4 separate regions of the Mus musculus genome follow, and regions 1, 3 and 4 are each linked to region 2. A link is a contact called in public HiChIP or PLAC-seq and promoter capture Hi-C data. All regions are on one chromosome and are shown on one strand. Each heading gives the region's core, a stretch centred on a gene start, on an enhancer-like site or on the middle of the called end of the contact. The rest is flanking DNA. Distances are from core to core; before and after follow the strand shown. Region 1 holds the start of AI839979 (expressed sequence AI839979). Region 2 holds the start of Rnf4 (ring finger protein 4). Region 3 holds the start of Rbks (ribokinase). Region 4 holds the start of Zfp512 (zinc finger protein 512).

What was found. Promoter capture Hi-C pulls out the DNA fragments that hold promoters and counts their contacts. HiChIP or PLAC-seq counts read pairs in DNA pulled down with a chosen protein or histone mark. Capture Hi-C pulls out chosen DNA fragments and counts their contacts.
Region 1: a contact with region 2 is called in a promoter capture Hi-C map of liver, with 4 times the contacts expected there. The contact joins the promoter of AI839979 here to the promoter of Rnf4 in region 2. A contact is called at or near these places in 2 of 39 promoter capture datasets (both in liver).
Region 3: a contact with region 2 is called in an H3K27ac HiChIP or PLAC-seq map of thymic regulatory T cells, with 9 times the contacts expected there. The contact joins the promoter of Rbks here to the promoter of Rnf4 in region 2. A contact is called at or near these places in 1 of 39 promoter capture datasets (pre-B cells) and 1 of 115 datasets of contacts at active chromatin or transcription factors (thymic regulatory T cells).
Region 4: a promoter capture Hi-C map of adipose tissue shows a contact between it and region 2, with 3 times the contacts expected there. The contact joins the promoter of Zfp512 here to the promoter of Rnf4 in region 2. A contact is called at or near these places in 1 of 39 promoter capture datasets (liver) and 2 of 9 other capture datasets (adipose tissue and liver).

The regions. Positions count from the first base shown.
Region 1 is chr5:31,566,834-31,572,907 of GRCm38.p6, forward strand. AI839979 (expressed sequence AI839979) reads right to left here and starts at 4,564. Exons shown (of 3, transcript NR_102275.1): 1 at 4,351-4,564; 2 at 3,967-4,086; 3 at 2,759-3,597.
Region 2 is chr5:34,332,100-34,337,594 of GRCm38.p6, forward strand. Rnf4 (ring finger protein 4) reads left to right here and starts at 4,151. Exons shown (of 8, transcript NM_011278.5): 1 at 4,151-4,442. It also overlaps A830049F12Rik.
Region 3 is chr5:31,693,661-31,699,437 of GRCm38.p6, forward strand. It overlaps Rbks (ribokinase), which reads right to left and starts at 3,950. Exons shown (of 8, transcript NM_153196.1): 1 at 3,850-3,950. The coding sequence starts at 3,941. It overlaps Babam2 (BRISC and BRCA1 A complex member 2), which reads left to right and starts at 4,390. Exons shown (of 12, transcript NM_144541.1): 1 at 4,390-4,417.
Region 4 is chr5:31,449,718-31,455,285 of GRCm38.p6, forward strand. It overlaps Zfp512 (zinc finger protein 512), which reads left to right and starts at 2,719. Exons shown (of 14, transcript NM_172993.3): 1 at 2,719-2,860; 2 at 3,438-3,496. The coding sequence starts at 2,831.

The DNA of each region.
Region 1 (6,074 bases), core at 3,314-5,813, 2.8 Mb before region 2:
GCCGAGCTAGGTTGACAGGGCTTGTGATGAGGGACTGGTACAAACAGCTCCATCCCCTAACTAAGGGATGTCTGTCCTCTCCTCTTCGATGAGGGTTCTAGCTTGTCTCCTTGTGGTTAATTGGTAAATGAGGGGCTGGAGAGAGGCTCAGCAGGTAAGATTACTTATTATTCTGTGAGAAGAGCAGCATTCAGCTCCCAGCATTCCCCGCAGGATTGTAACTCTAACTCCAGGACGTCTGACATGTTCTTTTGGCCGCCTCTGACACCTGTACACACATTCACAAATATACATTAATAAAAATACATTTTAAAAAGTAAATGGGTGGATGTACTTTAATATTGTGAATATCCTATTCAAACCAAACTTTTAATGATTCTTTAATGTTTTTTTTTTTTTTTTTTTGCATTTCATCTACTTAATTATTTTGTAAGGTAGTTGTAATACTTGGGTCACAGGGCTCATATAGAGGTCAGAGGGTAATATGTTGAGAGTCAGTTCCCTCCTTCACCTTGTGGGTCCTAGGGAACAGACTCAAGTAGTTTATTCTTGGCAACAAATGTGTTTATCTCCTGAGCCATCATGCTGGCCCCATTGATGACTCTTGATGAATCAACTATTCGTATGGCAGCCCCAAAGTGAAGTTATGATTCTGGTTTTAAGGCTGGTATCATGGTGATGGGTAAGGGTAGAAAGGAGAGGGAGTAGAGAATTAAATTGTGTAATACCTGATTTCTCAGATGTCTACTGAGGTTGGGAGTGACTGGTGTTAGCTTTCTAACTTCACTAAGAACAAGCTAGAGAATTCCATGGCTTTGCATGATAAAATCGCTTGCGGCCCTAATGGACGCAACTCCATTTTTCCAGCACTCAGTTATCCCAGACAGCCCACCACCACCACTTAGCATCCATTTTCTCACGTCTCTGATGACAACTCAGGGGGACCATATTGGTACCTCTGGTTTATACACAAGAAAACTAACATTCAGAAAGCTTGCAATATTTGCCAAAAGCCATATAGCTAGAAAATGAAGAGTCTAGATTCAGGCCAGAGAAGCTAGCAGCCCCCCACCCTTCCAGAGAGGCTGGCAAGCCCCCCCCCACACACACACACCCCTAGGATAGTTGTTTATGTGTAGCTTTGATGCCCTTGACTTACAGGCGCCAATGTGCTCTGAGCAGCCATTGGCTGAGAGGAACTCCAGCCAACTCTGGGGCAAGCCTGGTGGCAGAGTCTCCAGACATTGACTCATCTGTTCCTGTAGCTGGGTATGGCTGCATCCCTGAGCTTAGAAAGGCAGGAAGCAACGCTGGTATTTTAGAATGGCTTTCAACAATAACCTTGATTGAGGGGATTTTCCAGTTAACCCTGGAGAATTCCAATAACCAAACACTTATTGTGTTTCTGTTCTTTGAAAAGTGGTAATCCTTGGTATGTGTATGGTGATTCTCATTAACCAGCCAGTTCAACCAAACAGGATTCCCTTATTAGGATAAGCAAAGAGCCATAGAGTTACCAAGCTGAAAGAAAGGACTTTCCAGAGCATTTACCAGAATCCCTTATCAGGTGAAGGGATGACGTTTATTCATGTAGCTCAGCCTGCATTCCTGGCATAACCATAAGTCCCAGCTTTGAGTGCTTTCTGCTACACTGAGTGACTACAGGGTGACCTGTGAGCTAAGTTTAGCCTTCAGCCACGTTTGGTTTGTCCTGCACGATACTTCTAAAAAACTAAATTTGCTAAAAATGGTGGTACATGTCTTTAATCCCAGCACTTAGGAGGCAGAGGCAGAACTGTAGCAAATAGAAATCCTGTTTCAAAAAACCCAAACCAAACCAGAGCACAAGCAAACAACTCTGGGAGATCGGTTAACACTAGGCTTGAAATAAAGAGGAGCTAAGTAGCTGGTACCCTTTAGACTAGGCACCTGGGGTCTAAATGCCACTTCACCCCCAACCTGGTCTGCCTTACCCACTTACCCATTTCATGACCTGCCTTGTCCCACCAGGCATTGGAATTGGGGTGCCTGCTTTTTGGCGAGGGGCATTTCTTGATTAATTTTTTTTTAATGAGGGAGACTAAAGTGGGCCAGATAAAAAGTCAGGGGAGATAAGAAGTCAAGAGTGCCCATCAGAATGTGAAGGGTCACAAGCAAATGGGAGCCCTAGAGAGTTCCCAAGGAGATACAGGCAGATTGGTGCCCATGTAGAGCTAGGAGGAGAACCCCTGTGGGAAATGGAGGATCTAGAGTCAAGAGCAAGCCTACTTGAAGGTCTAGTAATGTCATAATGAGCCACTCTAGTTTCCTGGAGATCGGGTCCTGGTCCGCATTCAGTGTTCTAGAAATAGCTTATCTTACATCACTTCCTTAATTTGGGCTCAGTGTACCTGTTTCAAGTCATTGGGTGGCTCATACAAGATACGTTAGGTTGAGTAATCTTTAAATAGAATTTCATTTCTCAAGGTTCTAGAGACTGGGAAGTCCAAGATTTCAAGGCACCAGCAGATCCTTACAAAGTAGACAAGCTCTCTCAAGCCATTTTCCTAATACTATTCTTGAAAGTCTCCTGGGAGACTTAGTTACCTCCCAGGGTTTCTGCCTCCTAGTAAGTAGTATGGCTAGAAATTAGCCAGGCCCAGTGGTGGTGTGTGTGTGCAGTGCACACCTTTAACCCCAGCACTTGGGAGGCAGAGGCAGGAGGATTTCTGAGTTTGAAGCCACCCTGGTCTACAGACACACACACAAATAAAATATGATAAAGATTTAAAAAACAAAATTTATTGGATGTTACATGTTCATAAAGGCAACAGCAGACAAGGTGCATGTGATTCAAAAGCAAAAAAAAACCTCCAGTGACCAAGACCTTTTAAAAGACGCTGCCTCTTTCACTTTCAGCCATGTGAGGAACTTGATCGTTTTTCCTACTTATTCATTGATATATATATTTATTCACTTTACATCCCAATTGCTGCTCCCCTCTCCCCGTACCTCCTTCACACAGTCCCCCATCCCCTTTTCCTCTGAGAAGATGGAACCCTCCCTCTTCCCTCGGTTATCCCCCAACCTAGGTACATCAAGTCTTTGCAGGGCTAGGCACATCCTTTCCCACTGAGGCCAGACAAGGCAGCCTAGTTAAGGGAACAGGACCCACAGGCAGGCAACAGATTCAGGGACAGCCCTTGCTCCAGTTGTTGGGAGATCCACATGAAGACCAAGCTACATATCTGTTCCATATGTGCAAGGAGGCCTAGGTCCAGCCTGTGTATGCTCTTTGGTTGATGGTTCAGTTTCTGGGAGCCCCTAGTGGTCCAGGTTAGTTGACTTTGTTGGTCTTCTTGTAGAGTTCCTATTTCCTTCAGGGCCTGCAATCCTTCCCACAACTCTTCCACAAGAGTCCCCAAGCTCCATTTAATGTTTGACTGTGGGACTCAGCATCTGTTTCAGTCAGCTGCTGGGTAGCTGTCAGAGGAGTTATGCTAGGCTCCTGTCTACAAGCACAACAGGCTCCATATCCTCACTGCTAGGAGTCTCAGCTAAAGTCACCCCCATGGACTGGGATGGGTGAGACTCCCGGGAGCTTTACCATTTTGTCTGCTGTGAGAGAGAAGTCAGGAAAAACAAAAACAGAGCCTACTTAATTGAGTTCGGAACTTAAATCTGCCAGAACCCAATGCAGTGGGTGCCCTCACTGCCAGATGGCCAGCAGGTCCTTGGGAGTAAACCAGAAGACAGTTTTAAGAGGCTGTTGTTTCCCTAAGGACATAGCTTATAATCTGCCTGTGCTTGAAGTACTTGCACATACAGAGACTTCTTCTTTTTAAGCACATATTGATTAAATATAATGAGGCATACTGAGGTTGAGAGGAGAGATCAGGGAGGGAGGCGTCCATGCATACCCAGGGCTTTGAACAAGGGCTCCCCGACTCAAGGAAGTGCACAAACCCAAAATTACCAGGAACCTACCTGTGAGTTTGTTGTGGACAGTTTCTGGGATTCTGTGTAGCCTTTATCAGCATCTCTAAAGGGTCATTGTCCAAATATAGTTAAACAGACTTCGGACACGGAAGCGTTGGACTCCCATTCCTAGGCACAATGGCACAGTTTATAGCAGGTCCCTGTCAACCTCACTCCATCACCCCCTCAAATCCTTGCCTAGAAATCTATTCCAGCTAGCCTCCTTTTGCCCTACCAGGGGGAGGGGAAATCCGAAAGCTTATTTTTAGGCAGGCCCTGCCAAGACTCCCCGCAGTGGCTGGACTGCTGCTGGGCCTGAGGGGTGCCCGCGCCCCAGGAGGACAAGCAGTGTGCGGGAGGGGCCTGCGGGCACGAGCGGATGTCACAGCTTACCTCAGAGCCTGAATTAGAAGCCTGAAAAAAAAAATCACAGCAGGAAATAATGTGGTGCCCAAAATAGAAACATCAACCGGGAGAGAGGCCGGGAGTAGGTGGCGTTTGAGGCTCCTGCAGCGTCCTCCCCAGAGGCCTCCTGACAACCGGCAAGCGGGTTGGCATGAGATTGCAACCCAGCCCAAGAGGCCACAAAGGCACCGGCTGGATGTTTCAGCAAGGGAGAAGGAATGGGCAGTAAAGTGGAGAATCAGGACCGCCTCCTCTTCCCTCCCTCTCGACTTTCTCCTTCCTTCTCCAAAGTCTTACCGCCACCGCTGACCCCTTCCTCTTTTTCGGCATCATCCCTCAACCTTCTCCCCACACAATGACTTCTGCTTTTTTCCTCACTCTCTAGTGCCCCTTCTTCTCTGATACTGCCCCCACCCCGCTTCCTCCTTTCCCTCCCCACACCAAGCCCTTCATTTCTCCTGGGTGGTCTCTGCCCCAACCCGCCGCCCCCCAGCCTCCCGGTGCTTTTGGGTGCCTTCCTAGGTAACTAGTGGGAGCTCAGTCTAGCAGCAGCTAACTGAAGGTCAGCCTCCTGTGCCTGACTGCAGCCTGGCTGCACTGATCTCCCCTTCACCCCACACTCAGCACCCTCCACGCCTCTTTAGAGAAAAGGAGGCCCTGGAGTCTAAGGAAGATGGCAGGGTCAGGACTCCTTCCTCTGGGGCCTCTGGAGGGCTTGAGAGGAAGCAGAAACTTTGCAGGCAATCTTGGACTGTCTCTCCCTTCACAGCTGAGTTCCTGGTAGATTGCATGGTTTGCCAAATTTCCGTGTTTCTCATGCTGGCATGTGCCATTGGGCAAGGTATAAAGTCGGTGAGAACCAGACTTAAGGTCTCTCTGATGCTCCCCTTAACCTTCACCAACCCCGAGTGGGGAAACATCTGTGATCTCCTTTACAGTGGGAACTCAGATGCAGCAGGTGAGCTGGAGGATGGGGGACACTGGAGGATGGGGGACACTGGAGGATGGGGACACTGGAGGATGGGGGACACTGAGGATGTCTTTAATCTTAGCACTAGGTAGAGGCAGATGATCTCTAGGAGTTAAGAGTCCATCCTGGTCTACATGGTGAGTTCCAGGCTAGCCAAGGCTACATAGTGAGACCCTGTCTTTAAAAACAAAGGAAAGAAAAGTCGGAGTAGTAGGCATGCTGCATGTTTGTAAGAGTAGAAGGGCTGGGATCGAGGCACAGGGAGTGCAGCCCCTCTACTGACCTTGAACTTGGACCAAGTTCATTGACTTGGTATTTCCATACCCGGTTTTCTTCGTAACAAGATTTGTTTTTTATTATTTCTTTTCTGAATGTAAGCATGAGACATTCCATTACATATGTTGGGTAATTTCAATTATTAAAAATTCCCTAGGTGGGGCTGGAGAGATGGCTCAGCAGTTAAGAGCACTAACTGTTCTTCCAGAGATCCTGAGTTCAATTCCCAGCAACCACATATGTTCACAACCACCTTTAATGAGATCTGATGACCTCTTCTGATATGTTGGAAGCCAGCAACAGTGTGCTCATATACATTTTAAAAGGAAAGAAGAAAAAAAAAAGAAGAGAAAAGAGAAGAATCCCCAAAGCAAAGCATGGAGAAGCAGGTGGATCTCTGAATTGGAGCCTGGTCTACATGGTAAGTTCCAGGACAGCCAGGGCTACATAAAGAAACCCAGTCTCA
Region 2 (5,495 bases), core at 2,901-5,400:
AACACTTTCCTATCACAGTCCAGGTTTGTTTGTTTCTCTCACATCCTTTACCCTCAGAACTTGGATTTACCAACCCCAGAACACCTTCCTGGACCACAAACACTTCTTATAAGCTTCCATATCCTCAGACCATACAGGACCCACACAGTGAGAGAGCCGACTTAGACAAGCCTCCCTCTGACTGCTACAAGTACTCTGTGGTACATGTATATGCACTCAGTAAGTAAATAAGTCAGGTGATGTGGCACATTTCTCTAATCCCAGCACTTGGGAGGTAAAGGCAGGCAGAAGTTTGAGGCCAGCATGGTCTACAAATTGAGTTCCAGACTACATGAAATCTCCAACAAAGCCTCAACAAAGTAAAATAAAATAATGTGTAAAATTTCAAATATTCCAGGGCTGGAGAGATGGCTCAGTGGTTAAGAGCACTGACTGCTCTTCCAGAGGCCCTGAGTTCAATTCCCAGCAACCACACGGTGGCTCACAACCATCTGTAATGGGATCTGATGTCATGTCTGAAGACAGCAACAATGTACTCACACATAAAATAAATAAAAAATCTTTTAAAAAAATTTCAAATATTCCAAGAATTCAGGAAGCTGAGACAAGAGATCTCGGGTTAGAGACCAACCTGTTCTATGTTACAAACCCTATCTCTAAAAACCAAAGAGATTACAAATATAAAACCCACAATGGGTATGGTGGCACATACCTTTAATAGCACTTGGGAGGCAAAGGCAGGCCCGTGTCTGAGCTGGAGGTCAGCTTGGTTCCAGGACAGCTGGGCGTAAACAGAGAAACACTGTCTTGAAAAAAAAAACCAAAAGCCCCTTCCCATTAAAAAAAAAAAAAAAAATCCCTTTTCTTAGACTAGAAGAACAAATGACTAATCTTTTTCTTTTCTTTTCTTTTTTTTTTTTTTTTCTTTTTTGGTTTTTCAAGACAGGGTTTCTCTGTATAGCCCTGGCTGTCCTGGAACTCACTCTGTAGATCAGGCTGGCCCCAAATTTCAGAAATCTGCCTGTCTCTGCCTCCCAAGTGCTGGGATTAAAGGCGTGTGCCACCACGCCCGGCTCAAATTACTAATCTTATTGTATTTTTAAATTTGGTCACTTTAACTAGGATTTTGATTAGACTCGTATGGCCTGCTTATAAACTGAAATTTCCTTAGACATTTTGAGCTGCATTTCGACATGTAGAATCAGTTGCCTGCCTGTTAAACCTGAGAATCAAGCTGTATTTTGGAGTGTGAAGGGTCATTAGCCCACTCAAGTGGGTGGCTCTGCCAGCCTTGTCCTTCTCCAGCCTCTCTGCCTTGCTAATAAGCATTAGATTACATTCCTAAAGGTAGCCCCCAAGGTCCATTCCCTTATTTGGTTACTTTCTCCTCTTGAGGCTGATTACGAAGATAGAGCTATAAAAATACTGAAGTCCAGTAATCAAAAGCCCCATTTGGCTCACCTAATTAACATTTCCAATTAAAATATACTACCACATCCTAGCCCATTCTAACATAGATTTCCCCCTTTTTTCCCACATCTTAAAAAATTACACCTATAGGGCTGGAGAGATACCTCAGTAGTTAAGAGCACGGACTGCTCTTCTGGAGGTCCTGAGTTCAATTCCCAGCAACCTCATGGTGGCTCACAACCATCTGTAATAGGATCAGATGCCCTCTTCTGGTGTATCTAAAGACAGCTACAATGTACTCATCATATATATAAAATAAATAAAATCTTTTAAAAAATTACATCTGGGGGCTGGAGAGATGGCTTAGCAGTTAAGAGCACTGACTGTTCTTCCGAAGGTCCTGAGTTCAAATCCCAGCAACCACATGGTGGCTCACAACCATAATGAGATCTGACTCCCTCTTCTGGAGTGTCTGAAGACAGCTACAGTGTACTTACATATAAAATTAAAAATTTAAAATTTAAAATTACACCTATAAGGCCACTTACTTCTGTTTTTCATCCTAAGTCAGAAAGCAGTCCCTTTAACTTTTCTTCCCCACTTAATAAAGGGTCTTTCTTTGAAAACAAGTGTTTGGGTGTGGTTTGTGCTGCCTGAACAAGGTAAAAAGAGAACCCCTGCTCTTCTGGGTATTCCTTCAAGGTGTGCCAGGGACTGGCAAGCCAGCTGTTGCAGGATTTGAGAAAGCAGCCTCTGCTGGCCTCTTGAATGTCCCTTTATGGGAGAGATACGGTGTTCAGAGGCAAGAGAGTTGACTGTTAAACCCTGTTAGATACAATGAGAGTTGGAAAGATTTGAACTGACTGCTCACAACTGTAATTCCAGCTCCAGGGATTCCAACATCCTCAAACAGAGGGATGAAAGACCTTTAAAGGGAAGAAGAAGGGTAAGGATATACATCATATGAATGAGGTTGCAAGCAGTTCAGAGCAGATCTAAAACAGGAACTTAGTAATTACAAATAGAAACAAATAGAAACCTTAATTTGCAAGGATGTAACACAGAACAAACAGGAACTTATTAAATACAAACAGAAACCTTAACTTGCATAGGACAAACAGAAACTTACTAATTACAAATAGAAACTTTAACTTGCAAGGACTTAACTTAGGACAAATAAACTTTTTTGGTGGTTTGTTTGTTTTTTGAGACAGGGTTTCTCTGTTATAGCCCTGGCTGTCCTGGAACTCACTTTGTAGACCAGGCTGGCCTGGAACTCAGAAATCTGTCTGCCTCTGCCTCCTGAGTGCTGGGATTAAAGGCGCCACCACTGCTCGCTTTTTTTGGTGTTTTTTGAGTCAGTGTTTCTGTATAGCCTTGACTGTCCTGGAACTAGCCTATCAGGCTAGCCTCAGACTTAGAGATCTGCCTGCCTCTGCCTCCTGAGTTTAATCTCTGCTGGGATTAAAGGTGTGGGCCACTACTTCCTGGCAAGAAATATTTAACTGTTTAACTGCAAACAGAACCTTTAACCTATAAGGGTATATATTCCTGTTTTGGTCTCACCTGATTTAAGTATTCAAAAAATTATAAGAAATACCTACATTTTTCTTACAAATGTAAGTTCTCTTTATTCCTATTTATAACATTTGGAAAGCATGCCCAAAACATCAAAACACATTTTACACTGGAGTCAGGTATGTATTTATCATACACACTTTATCCTAAGTTCTCTTATAATTCCATAAAACGTCAGAGATTGTAATATGGAAAATATTAACGGTCGGGTTTTGATCTGCTTCGCCATGTTAATCAATCTTCCAGGATCTATATCCCCACAGAAGCAATTCAACCACATTTAGGATAACCTTCAAATCATCTGCTCAAGTAGTCTGAGGGTCCTCATCTATTTCTTTCTAGTTGCTATTTATCTATGGATAGATCATTTTCCAGTTGCTAAACCCATCCCTCCACCTAGCCCAGGAGCAGCAGGACTTGTATTACCTGTTAGCACTCACATTCTTATTAACCGGCAGAAGTAGGTAAAATGGATAACCTGTAATAGGTGTGAATGGACTGAGACTTGCCTAAAGTTATTATACTGGTTTTCAGATTCAGGTAAGAGAGATTCTGTAACATGAGATGTCCTAAGACCCAATTCCAGGCCCTGGTCTTGCCCGAGGCCGTTCTTTGCATTCCATGGGACTTGTGTTCTGAGTCCTGCCTTTCTCGCCTCTGCCCCGACACACTTGGGCAGCTAACCCGCAGACTCCTGGGCATGCCCAGCTCTACCTTCCCCCGCCTTTAGCACACACAATGTCTAACTGGACGTTCTCTTTCGTCTAGTCCTCAAGCTTCCTCCAGGTAGGCCTCCCAAACGTATAGGTGAGCCCCCTGTCCAGATGATGGGATTCCTGCGAGGGAGAGTCCGGGGACCGACATGCCTAAGAGCCTGGCACTTATGGTGCGAATCCCGGCCTGGTTGCCTGTGGATCAGCAGAAAATTGGGGCCTTGGGCGAGTCTCTGGTACGCCTCATTAACGACCGAGGAGACGGAGAAGGGTACGGATTATGGTTTAGGGCTAGATGCAGCCGTAAGGGCCACCGTATACCAGGTCAGAAGCCAAACGAAAAGTCAAACACCCAGCGGGCAAGCTCGCGACGCGCCTCAGCAACGACACCGCCAAGTTCTCGTGGGAGGAGCGCGACTGGCGGCACTCTCGCGGGAAGTGGAAGCTCCCGCAAGCAGGCGGGGGGCGTGACCGGAAGAAGGTGTATTTCAAAGTGGTAATAGATGGTTTTCTCACCCAATAAAATTGCAATTTATCCTCCTAAACCGGTAGAGCACGGGAGAAAAGGCGGGAGAGGCCAATAAGGGCTGAGAAGGGCGGGCCGGTGCCGGACGAGCGGAAGTGGGTCTTCGTGAGGCGGTGGAGGCTTGCTTGAACGGGTCTCCTCAGCGGCGGCTGGAGTCGGTACGTCCTTGCCCGAGCTCATCAGCCGAGGCGTCTGGCAGCAAACCCCAGCTCCAAGTAAGGCTGGGCTCCGCAGCATGGAAGCGGCGGGGCAGGGCGGTGCGGGCGTGGAGCGCGGGCGGCCTCTCGGCCCGCACTGGGGTTGGTGGCCGCCCGCCTCTCGCAGAACCGCGCTTCTCCGGCTTGGGCCCTCTGCCGCCTCTTTCCCGGAGAGCACGCGGTTGTCGGAACATGGAGCGGCGCCGTCGTCGGAAGTAGGGAAATGTCTTGTGTGGGGGTATCCGCTCGCCAACCCGCGGCCTGGCCGGAGAACCTCTTTCGCCAAGTAGGAAGGGAAACTGAGGCTCGGCGAGGGTTGGGGGTCGCCCAAGGTCACTCTCGGGGCCGGGCGGGCGGATTGCAGAGAACCTGAGCGAGGTTTTTGTTCCTTGCTGATGACGCAGCCTTTGTGTGGTCGCGTCGCCGCCCCGCCTTCCGGAGGCCTGCGAGTTTGCTGGGGCACCCGGGCCGCGTGGCGGGCCGTATCTAAGTTGCGAGAGTGCCGAGGACGCTTGCGGGCTTTGGAGCTGAATGGGGTTTGGGCTTCCAGGAGCCACTTTTGGTTCTATCTATGGTTAGTCAAGCGGGCGATTGCGACCTCCATCCTTAGCCCGGTGCCTGCTCGGGCCCTTCCCTCAGGGCCACATCTGTACACAGGGATAGGAAACTTAACCTTTAACATTGTTCGCAGTGGACGCCATTGTCCACATTTTGATTAGGGCGGGGGAGGAGTCCAGATATGGGCGTTCCTGCTTTTTGTTTTTTTAAACTTTACCCCTGGGCGTTTTAAGCTTCAGTTTTTCGGTCTGCCGTTTAGTTTAGGTTGCCCAAGTAATTGGGGGAGCCCGAGGTTCACAAAGGCTGAGGTAGTCTGAGGTCTTTCAGCCTGCAGATTGACTCTTGTTCCTGACAATGGTGAGAGGGAACCTCTCTCCAGCCCAGACCCCACACACACCTGGTGCTTTTTCTTTTTAATGGTTGGAGAAAACACTTGCGTCCCGGTTTGCCTGTGAGTTCGATGTGAAATGAGTGGAAAGTTGTCTTGCTTACTAAGTACTTTGAAGAGTGCTT
Region 3 (5,777 bases), core at 2,700-5,199, 2.6 Mb before region 2:
TGGGCCTTCTGGGTTTCAGCCTTCATTTTGCCTTTGACTGGCTGTGTGATCAGAAGTGACCTGTTTAAGCTCTTGGTCACCTCATATGCAAATGTGAGTGAGGGTGGACTGAAAAGATCCAAAGGTTCCCTAAGTGATAGTGTAAGGTTATTTGATGCTGATATACAGTGTGAGTAAAATGCTCTTAAAAGATGCATACCGTAATCTCTCCAATTTAGAAATATCTTGTATACAGCAAAGGAGAACTTAGGTAGTGAATAGCCAATAAGATATAATAAGAGAAGGAGATTATCTTGAGTTATTTAGCTGGGATCAGTGTAATACAAGGGTTCTTATAGTGCACATGGAATGAGTTAGGCTGATGCTATGTGAGAAAGACTTAACCAACTACTGTTTGCTACTAAGATGAAGGGGACCTGACTAAAAAAGTAACAGAGAAGCTATAAACATTAAGAAAACATCTCCCAGAAAGGAACCTCACCTACTGACTCCTTGATTTTAGTTTAGTGATTACTAAGCAAGACTTATGACCTCCAGAGCTATAATAATATTAAGGCAATCAAATCTATGGCAAATTGTTTCAGCAGTAGTAGGAAACTAATATAACCATGACACATATTTTACAAACAAAGCCAGACCAATTTTATTCAGGGTTCTGAATAAAAACAAGGTATATATATAAAAAAACCCAAACAGATCATGAAAACTTTTTAAGAAAAATCTATGGAAATTAGTAGTCTAGGGAAGAGTTTTTAATTAGTGACTCATATGAAAAATATTAACTCAAATATTTTATAAGAAAATGACAAGGGAAATTAGGACATTTATCCATAATGTAAGTTTCTAGGCCCTGGCTTACTTATCTATAAACTGAGGGGCTAGGATTAATAGCCCGTAAAATTTCTCTACTTCTGAAATTTTAAAATTCTGACATCATAAAATTAGCCTTTGCCTCTGGGTATCCCTCATCCCCTGAAGTCTGAAGACTAACCACCTTAAGAGACATTAGGCTGTCTTTAGTGTGTGATGGTTAAGCTTCTCAGAAGGTGGTGGACTGAGCCCAGGACTTGGCCCATGCTGAACATGTACCTGACAACTGAGTAACAACCCCTAACTTTGTATGTTCTTGATGGAACTATTTCTAAAGTGAAATATTCTCCCTGTGTTTTAAAAAAAGATTTATTTTATATATGTGAGTATACTACGCTGTCGCTGTCTTCAGTCACAGCAGAAGAGGGCATCGAATCCCACTTCAGATGGTTGTGAGCCACCATGTGGTTGCTGGGAATTGAACTCAGAACCTCTGGAAGAGCAGTCAGTGCTCATCCATCTGCTCAGCCACCGCATTCCCTACTTTGATCTAAAACAAACACCACATTCTACCTTTTCTTCAAGAACTGCCACTGGGATTAAGTTAGTTAGGATGGACTGGAGACAGCCTACACACAGGGACTTATGGACAGGTTAGTCTGCAGCATTCCTTATCTGGGAGATCAGAATGACGAGACCCTTTGCATATGCTCGGCCTAGGGAGTGGCATGATTACAAGGTGGCCCTGTTGAAGTAGGTGTGTCACTGTGGGTGTGGGCTTTAAGACCCTTATCCTAGCTGCCTGGAAGTCAGTATTCTGCTAGCAGCCTTCAGAGGAAACTGTAGAACTCTCAGCACCTCCTGCACCATGCTGTCTGGATGCTGCCATGCTCCCTCCTTGATGATAATGGACTGAACCTCTGAACTGTAAGCCAGCCCCAAATAAATGTTGTCCTTTATAAGAGTTGCCTTGGTCATGGTGTCTGTTCACAGCAATAAAATCCTAATGAAGACAAAGGACTTTTCACACTTCCAAATGTGACCTGCCAAACTTAAATCTTTACTATCTGGAGCTTTACAGAAAGATGTGCTGACATCTTCCCCTAGAAAAATACACATAAGCCTCCTCACCAAAGGTCTCCAGCTATATTGTCTTCCAGTACAGAAAATCATGCCTGCCTCAGCGTAACTTAGGACAAGGTAGCAGCTCAAACATTTCTGAAAAAGGAAAATTTAGAATTTAGAGACAGACTTGGGGCTGTAAGCCTGTAATCCCAGCTACAGCAAGATAGCATGGTCAAGTGCCTAACTTACATGGTACAAGTTCAGCATGGGGAACTTAGTGAGATTCTGTCTCAAATAATAAAATTAAAAGCTATAAGTGTAGTTTAGTAGTAAAGTATTTACTAGCCATGCAACGGACCTGAGTTCAATATCTAGCACCACACACAAAATTATATAAACTTTAATTATTTGTAGCTCTTCTGTTATTGCTTCATTTAAAAAAATCATTTTTTTACTTTTAACTCTGTGTGTAGGAAAGCAATGCACTTGGAGGTGTGGGACCCTTTAGATGGGAGTTACAGGTGGTTTTTATCCAATGCTCTTAACTGTTGAGGCCATTTCTGTAGTCCCTACAACATATCAGGGTTTTTGTCAATTAACTTGCCTCTCCCAGTCTCCTTTTTCTTTCTTTCTTTTCTTTTTCTTTTTTTTTTTTTGTTTTTTTCGAGACAGGGTTTCTCTGTGTAGCCCTGGCTGTCCTGGAGCTTACTTTGTAGACCAGGCTGGCCTGGAACTCAGAAATCCGCCTGCCTCTGCCTCCCAAGTGCTGGGATTAAAGGCGTGCATCACCACGCCCGGCCCCAGTCTCCTTTTTAATTCCATCTTTTCTGTTGTGTTTGGTAATTTGAAAGCATAGACTTATTTATTCTATCTATCTATCTATCTATCTATCTATCTATTGTGTACACACTCATGCATCACATATGTAGTGTCCTTCCACCATACTGGGCTCCAGGAACTGAAGGGCATTAGGCTTTAGTCAAGCACCTTTACCTCATAGCCATCTTGATGAATCTGATAACAATTTATAATGTTTTAAGCAAGATTAAGTTAGATATATGAGGCCCCTGGAGCTGTTTTTAAAGTAGATATAGGTAGTTTGGTGAAAGGGTTTGGTTGTTTTGATTACCCCAAGGCCTTATTTCAAAGTTCTCTGCTATCTTTTGGAAAAATAGTTTAGGGACCGATGACACTAAGTTGCTGGGAAATATGGTTATTAACATAAACAGAATTATATGGCCTGAGTTTTTTGGAATACCTGAACTATTTTTTTTTCTACAATGTATATTGCTTATCTGCTTGGAAAGCTGTTTTCATAAAAACAGACGACAAAGCAGAAGGATCTTCCCTACAACCTCTCTGACCTAACTCAACTATTCTCATTTAGCACTATTTGGTCAGGTTTTTAGTGGCTGTAATTGTCATGTTTGTGTGTGTGTGTGTGTGTTTTAAATTTTGAATTCACACTTAGGTTCACCACAAAGGTTGGCCCATGGTTACATTTCCACATAAAAGTAAACTGTAAATATGGAACACTGCAGGAATGCCAACATGAGTGAAAAGGTGTTTGCCTCAGTGCCTTCTTTCACGTGTTCAATCCAGTAATACCCAGTTGGGTCTGGTGGACAAAACACTTCTTGTGCTCTCAACCCTGTGAAGTAGGTACATCATGTTCTCAGAGGTTAAAATGTCATGGGGCAGCCTGGCCAAGGAAACAGGTGCAGGTGTTTGGGGGCGCCCGTAGGTGGGGGTGTCTATCAAAGCTTTCATTCAGTCCCCCCACCCCCCATCCCTGTCCCTTCCTCTGTCATTGACCTCCACAAACTTGAATTCTGCCTTTTCACCTCAGAAGTCGTGCTTGGAAACCTGAAGCTTTCAGGAAAGTTCCAATGGTGGGTGCCCACCGATCCGAGGCCCGGGCATCCACAGTGTGGCTCGCCCTCCCGAGACCTTGCGCTGCGGCCCCGCACTAACCTGACCAGGTCGGTCATGCAGGAACCCACCACTACCACCGCTGCTGCCTCCTCCTCCTGCCAGGGCCTCCCGGGCTCCCCACACGCCGCCATTACTAATCCTGCTCAACCCTGACGCTGCCCTTTGCCCTTTGCCTGACCCCGTAACCAGGGACGCCGCCCCGTCCTCCTTAACGACGCGGGCGTTCCACCCGCCTGTGCCGGTCGCCCTCCCAAATGCCCGAAATCTCTCCGGCCTTTGGCTAGTCCTGATCCCTCTGGGACCGGTGTTCCTGCCCCGCCTCACAAGCACAGGGCCCGGCCGCCACGGCGAGAATGACAGAGCGCGCCAAGCACTAGGCCAGAGCTCCCGGGAACCTTCAGGCGCTACCCGGTCGCCTTCCTCAGCTTCCGGCTTCTCGGCGCGGGGACGCGCACGCCCGGCCGGCTCCGGAGAGGGCGGGACGTCCGGGGGAGCGCGCACGCATCCGGCCCGCGGTTCGCGCGCAGGTCGGTGCGTCGGTCGGGGGCGCGCTCGGGTAACCTGTACCCCGTCTAGTCGCCGGTTACTGATCGGACTTAAGTTCCAGGTACCTGGACCCGGGCTGGTGCGGGGAGGTTGGATCTCAGTCGCACAGGTGGCGCAGAGAGCCATGTTTGAGTATGGCCAGAGAGCTAGCCTCTTCAAGAGAAGGCCCGCGTTCCAAAGATGCCCCGCTCGCCCCACAGCACGCGGATTCCCTCAAGAGCCGCCCCCAAGATCTGAGGCTTCTCTTTCTCCACGTATCTCGTTCAGTCCTGGTTTCTGATGAAGCCCGCCTCTTTTTGCACTTGATGAGGGCATCATACAATTTGGGAGAAAGGGTTGGATCCCTTTAGATTCTCCTCAGAATGGGTGGACATTCTTTGGATCGGAACCAATTCGCTCTCCCCGCCCCTCCCTGATGTTGCCCAGTGGAGAAATTGCTCCCCCACAGTAACTTCCCTCGTGCGCCATATGACGTGGACGTGATGCAGCAGGAGGCCACCCCTTTCCGTTCCATGACGTCAACGGGGGCACATGTTTCCGTGTTTGTCATCCTCTCCTAATTGCGAGAGCCTAGATGGTGCTTTATACGTCTTTGTGTTCCCCAGACAGCCTGCCCACTAAAAGACCTCATGTGACCTTATCTTGCGGCAGCAGATTTTTTTATAAAAATTATATATTTGCATCTTCCGTCTGCAATACATCAAAATCAGGAAATACAAATTGCAAAACAAGCATTCAAGAGAGGCAGGTCACCAAAATTTCCTGCTTCTCTGGAATCAGTTATAATGGTGCCATATGTAAAGGAGAGGTGTGTGTTTCTAATCCATATCCCTGCATATTGTACCAAAGAATCATCTTTTTTTTTTTTTTTCTCTTCAAATTCCTGATTTTGGAGTCAGTATAGTTTTTTTTTTTTTTAACTTTCATTTGTTAGTGAAGTCACACTTACTGAAACATCTTGAAGCTGCACAAAACCTTGCACTGTCAAAAACTTGTATTATAGCTGCTGTTCTGGAGATAAAGACAGAAATCCATTCCCTCAGGTGTGATCCTAACGTCTTGACAGTTGCTGAAGTGGAATGGGTTTTCATAATCACTAGTGTGGTTTGGCGTCTGGAGAAGGTTGTTTCCTTTGGCATTTAATTAGTGAATCATTCAGGCTAGTACCAACACTGGATCAGCAGGAGCCTAGTTGGTGTCTAGCTGTAAAGCAATCATGTGTATAAATTCGTGACTTTGTCTTTATATTTACCGAAGTGTATGCTTTAAAAATTCACCTTGGTGCTTTCTTTAGTGGCCATTGTAATTAATGCTTGAGAAGAGGATAGGAATAGTGGAATTTGAGAGAGCTCTGGACCTGAATTTCAGTCCTTCTGTTTGTTCTTTATGTGACATTAAATAAGTAACTTGATTTGGCTGGT
Region 4 (5,568 bases), core at 1,469-3,968, 2.9 Mb before region 2:
AAATACAGACTCTGTAGAGCTCACCTTTGGTACACGGCAGCCAGGAGAGGTAGCGGCTAAGCTAACAGAACCTCAGAATCTGAGCCTGGAAAGTGCAAGCATCACTCCAATAGAATCACTGGATCAAACGGTAAACTTTGTAGGCATTAATCCAAAGCCACCAGATCGAGTGACAGAATCTGCAAAGACACCCCTTCCAGTTCCTCAATCAGTTACCCTCCCCAAAGTTTCTGAAAATGTGGAAGAGATTCCTGGACCACCACTTCAAGTTATAAAGTCTGTGAAGATTCCAGAGAGTACCCCTCAAAAGTCAAAATACAATGATTTGACTCCCAGAATACATGATGTAATAAGTTCAGAATTTGCTCCAAGACTTTGGCTACAAAATGTGCAGTCCAATAAATTAACCCTAGCACCAACACATCAGGTTTTAGAAACAAAAGGACAACCAGGCTTTCAAATTATAAAGACTGTATTAAATCCCAAACCACTGGTTCTGATTGTAAAATCTGAAGAAGTGGCATCAGAACTCACCATGAGATCAAGCATTAAAATAAAGGAGTGTTTGAATTTACACCCAAGACCACATCTTCAAGGACTGGTAAAACTTGCAGGGTTAACTCCAAAGGCCCATATTCAAGTGACTTCTGCAGTTTTAATATTTCAGCAAACATCTCCCCTTAAGGATCCTACATTGTTAACTCATGAACATAGGCTTCAGGCTGAAAAATCTCTAGGCCTCACACCAGAATCTCGTAAATTAATGAAAATGGAGGGTTCAAATCAGAGTAAAGACTCAGAGATGATCACATCAGTACAGTTACAGGCAGAGAACTCCTTATCTTGTTTCATACACAGCCCTTCAGCCCCATTTCTTTCAAGCGTTGATAAAACAACCCAATTAGGGCACCTTCAGGGTTCTGTGGCGCCTGAAGTTTCAAGAGTTTTTGGTATGGAAAACCTTGGTTTGGGAATTTTGCAGTCTTCAAAGTCCTACACAGACACTATTATAATAAAATCTTCAGTTCGTCCCTTGGTCCTTCCAAATCTACCCTCTGATAAGACAGGAGACACCAAGGGAAACCCATATCCTGAGATCTGGAATATTAATGTCTTATCTAAGAAAGGAATTGAAAAGGGCCAAATGGAGGAATTCCAGAGGTATTCTTCATATTCATTCAAACTACTAACAGAGGAGTTTCAGGCTGGATTAGGGGCTCGAAGAAGCTCTATCGGTTCTTTCCTGGGCATACAACAGAATGTCTGGGAAAGTCATGTCTGTAGGCAGCGACTACCTAGGAAATACCTCTCCAGTATGCTAATGCTGGGGAATGTCATGGGAACCACTATGGAAAGGAAGCCTTGTTTTCAGTCATTTGTAACAGAAGGCTCCACTATGGACATCTACCAATCTATTCTTAATTTTTGGGGTTCCAGCTGAACTAATGGTATTTTCTCAAAGCCTGCTAGAAAGGGTTTCAAGGACTGTTTCTCAGACTTCAGTGGTTAAAAACTATATTCAGAGACATATTTTATGTCACAGTAATGAGAAAAGAATGCCTTTAACGATGTCAACACTCTGCTCAACATCTTCCATAATCCAGCAATACTCTGGTAGTAGATTGGGAGTCAAGAAAACTAGTTCAAAGTTCAGCGACATATTCCAGGAAGTCACTGAGCATGTGTCTGTCTCTTGTACCGGGGCTGAGTTTACTTCCTTGATGAAATCAGAGTCATTAAAGTCCCTCCCAGAGAAACAGTCTTAGTTCCTCTGTAAGAACTTATCATAGCTCTTTGATAGAAGACATAACAGTCTCTTTAAGGGGAGAGGCCACAGTTCCTCAAGGAGAAGTCCTCAAAATCCCTCAGGGAGTAGCTTTCCAAGTCCTTCAGGGAAGAGCCCTAGAAGTCACTTGAGGTGGAGCCCTTGTAGTCCCTCAGGAAGGAACCTTCACAGTCCCTCAGGGAGAAGCCCTTGTAGACTTCTAGAGAGAAGAGGGCACATTCCTTCTGTGAAGAAGAGTCTACACAGTCTTTCAGGGAGGAGTCAGCAGACTCTCTATTCTCTGAGATGCCTCAGTCCCTCAAAAACGAGCCATCTCAGTCTCTCGTGGACGTCACTGGGCAGTCATTCAGAAAGGAGCCATGGTAATTTCTCTGAAAGATCCTTTTCCGTTCCCTCTGGTTGGAAAGGACATAGTTCTGGATCAAGCCCACTTCTTCTAAGAACAGGCATTGTTCCAGACTCATCCGCTGGAGAGATCCAGATGTAACTTGGCTAAAGTGTTCATGTCTTTCAGGGACCGCACCAAAAAAAAAAAAAAAAAAAAAAATCCAAAAGCTAGACAAGTTTGGAGGCCAGAAGTTAGTGGATAAGGAGAGTTCTGTCCCTCACCTGAGCAAAGAAAGAGATATCTGGGAGGGAAGGAGAAGAGAATGGGTCTTTAATTTAAGATCAATAAAGGGGCGATTTGAATTTCGTTTGCATCTGTAAAACCACTTGTGGGATGGGTGGGAGTAGGTGTGCAAACGCTAGTTCGGGAGGACCCCTTAAATATTCAGACTCCTCCCATTTGCTCCAACCTTCACGCCCCAAAGGCCTGCCTACTCCCTTGTTGCTATGGGGGCGGGGTCTCAATGGAAGCCGAAGAAGAGTTATCACGTGACTCCTTTCCCGCCGCAGCCCCCTCGGAAGCAGCTAGGCGGAAGTAGGTGTTCAGAACAGGGTTAGTCGCCGCTGAGACCACATCCGGGAGAGGCGAGGAGAGCGGAAGTGGCGTTGGTCTGTCCGGAGCCCTTGGGTGAAATTGTTAGGCGTGGAGGGGGAGTGATGTCTTCCAGACTCGGTGCAGTCACCGCCGTGAGTTTCTTGGTGTGACCATTATACTTTAGAAATAGAACTGTCGAGCTGAGAACACGCGGTCCTTTGCTTTTGTTTTGTACTCAGAGTTGTTTTTTTTTTTTTTTTCCGGAGCCAATCCTAGGCCCCACCCTTTTATATCAGATCCACTTACCGCCTTTTTTCTTCCCATTTTTATTTTTATTGCTTAGTCCTCGTATCCTTGGACTGAGTTCCTCGACACATTGTAATTATTTATATTCCTTCAGCATCCCCAGTGCCTCCCGTTTCTTTTAATATATATATGATACATATGTATATATCATATATATATTTTTTTTTTCCTCGTCTTTTCTTTTCAAGCCTCTATCTAGGATAGGGTTTTGAGAATGGACAAAGATGAAAACTCTGGTATTGTCAACCCGTCTTTACATTGTGAATAAATAGAATGGCACAGGTTTCCTAAAAAGTGTCTCCTTCAGTCCATTTGAAGTAGTTGCTCGGGACAGCTTCACATCTAGGCACAAGGGGGATTCATCTCTTTGCGGATGAGCTTCAAAGGTCCCTAGCACTCACTCCTGTGCTTGTGATTTGCTAGACCCCGGGACCCACATCCCTTAAGCAGCAGAGGAGCACCAGGATCGTGGGAGCTAAGAAGTAAGTGAGGTTTTCTGAGGACATTTTTGTAATGGTGTAGACAGTGCTGCTAAAGATGTTCTGTGTCTGCACTGTGGAGCATCATAGCCACCAGACAGGTATGGCTTTGGGGCACTTGAGATGTGGCTAGTACAATTGAAGAACCGAATTACAAATTCTATTTCATTTTAATGGACTAAAACTTCAATAACCATCTGTAGGTAGTAGCTACGGGATTGGACAGTGCAGATAAAATCCTAGTGTGGGGGAAAGAAAACCTGGCTTGCAATAAAGATGCAGTCTAATAAAAATGGAGTGTGTGTTTCAGTTAGTGGTATTCCTGCGTGGCCTCTGCCCCCCATATCAAATATGTGCTCATAATTAATTTGATGGACTGGGGAGGGAAATAAAAACAGCTATAAGCAATCTTTACATTTCTAAGCTACTTGGTTGCAGCCCTGATTTATTGTTTTGTGTAATGAATGTGCTAAGTTTTGCCATGGCTAACACAAAAGAAAGATTTTATTAACTTGGACCTCCGGGGTGAGTTCATTCACTTAGATAACACTTACGGGATGTCTGCTCTGAACAAGCTGTGTAGTAGGTTGGGCACCCAGGCATGACAACAGAGCTGTCTGTTCAACAGATGAATTGGGTAATCACGGCAATACAATACAGTATAATAGGAAAAAACTGTTTTTTTGTGGTAGGGGCTCACTATCTGGAAATTCCCTGTGACACTTGGCTTGGCCTGTAACTTGTAGTCCTCAGGCATCTGTCTCCTGAGTGCTGGGATCACAGGCCTGGGCCACCACACACTTGTATTTTTGTTTGAGATGGGGTTTCACTATGTAGCCCAGGCTGACCAGGAGCTTACTGTGTCGGCCAGGGTGGACTTTAACTTTTGCAGTTTCTGCCCTCAGCCTTCCCAGTACCGGGATCACAGGCATGTGCTACGCTTTTAATTTGTGCAACTGCTAGTAAATATTCCTATAGTGGAATTTAATGCCACTTTTGGGAAGCAAAGGGATGATTTCAGTATTACCAGAATAGTCCACGCAAAGACAGAGGCTTGAAGGTCGAAGAATAATTCAGTTAGAGACTGAGCAGTCCCACCCTCCTGTCCCATGAAGTCAGTGTTTGAACTGATAGAAGTTTATAATACCTAGCTGTGTGACACTGGCATGGAGGATGATAGCGCGTGGAGGATATCGCAGGGCGTCATTAAGAGGAGGTAGCAGGGGGCTGGAGAGATGGCTCAGCGGTTAAGAGCACTGACTGCTCTTCCAGAGGTCTTGAGTTCAAATCCCTGCAACCACATGGTGGCTCACAACCATCCGTAATGAGATCTGACCTCCTCTTCTGGAGTGTCTGAAGACAGCTACAGTGTACTTACATATAGTAAATAAATCTGAAAAGAAAAAGAAAAAAATACAAAAAAAAAAAAAAAAGGGTAGCAGGAGCCAGGTCCTTTAGGGCATGCTAAGGTGTTGCAATTGTAATTATCCTGGAAGGGAAAGGTCACCTTTGAAGAGATGGATTGAAAGAAGTGTGAAAACTGGTACCAAGACTGTTTTGCTCAAATCTAAGGAAGAAAGTGAAATGTGGCCTATGATCGTAACTGTATGCGAAACATAGCGTGTGATTGTAACTATATTATAGATGCAGGCGATGAGAGGAGGTGAGAGTTCAGAGGGGGAGGTGGAAACAGTGTGTTGACAGGTTTCTGTCTTTGGCAACAGTTGGATTTTGGATTCATAAACCGAATAAAAACTGGGAATTTCTGAACCGAGACCTAACATTACCAACAAAATGAATGGGTTTGCGCTTAAATGAAGAACTGATCTTAAATACAGAATTAAGAATTACCTTCTGTGAAAAGTAATTGGGAACATATTTTTTTTTCTCCACAAGATGAGTGCATTCATCAGCTTTTCTAGGAATTATGGAAAGAAAATTGTTAAGCAGAATGAAGGCAAATGGGTCCGTCTCTTAATCAGAATTGGAGTCATTGGGAGAACTCACTCAAAACTCTTTGGATTTATTTAGTGTTTGTGATGTTCTCACATGGATGTCTGTGCACCACAGACCCA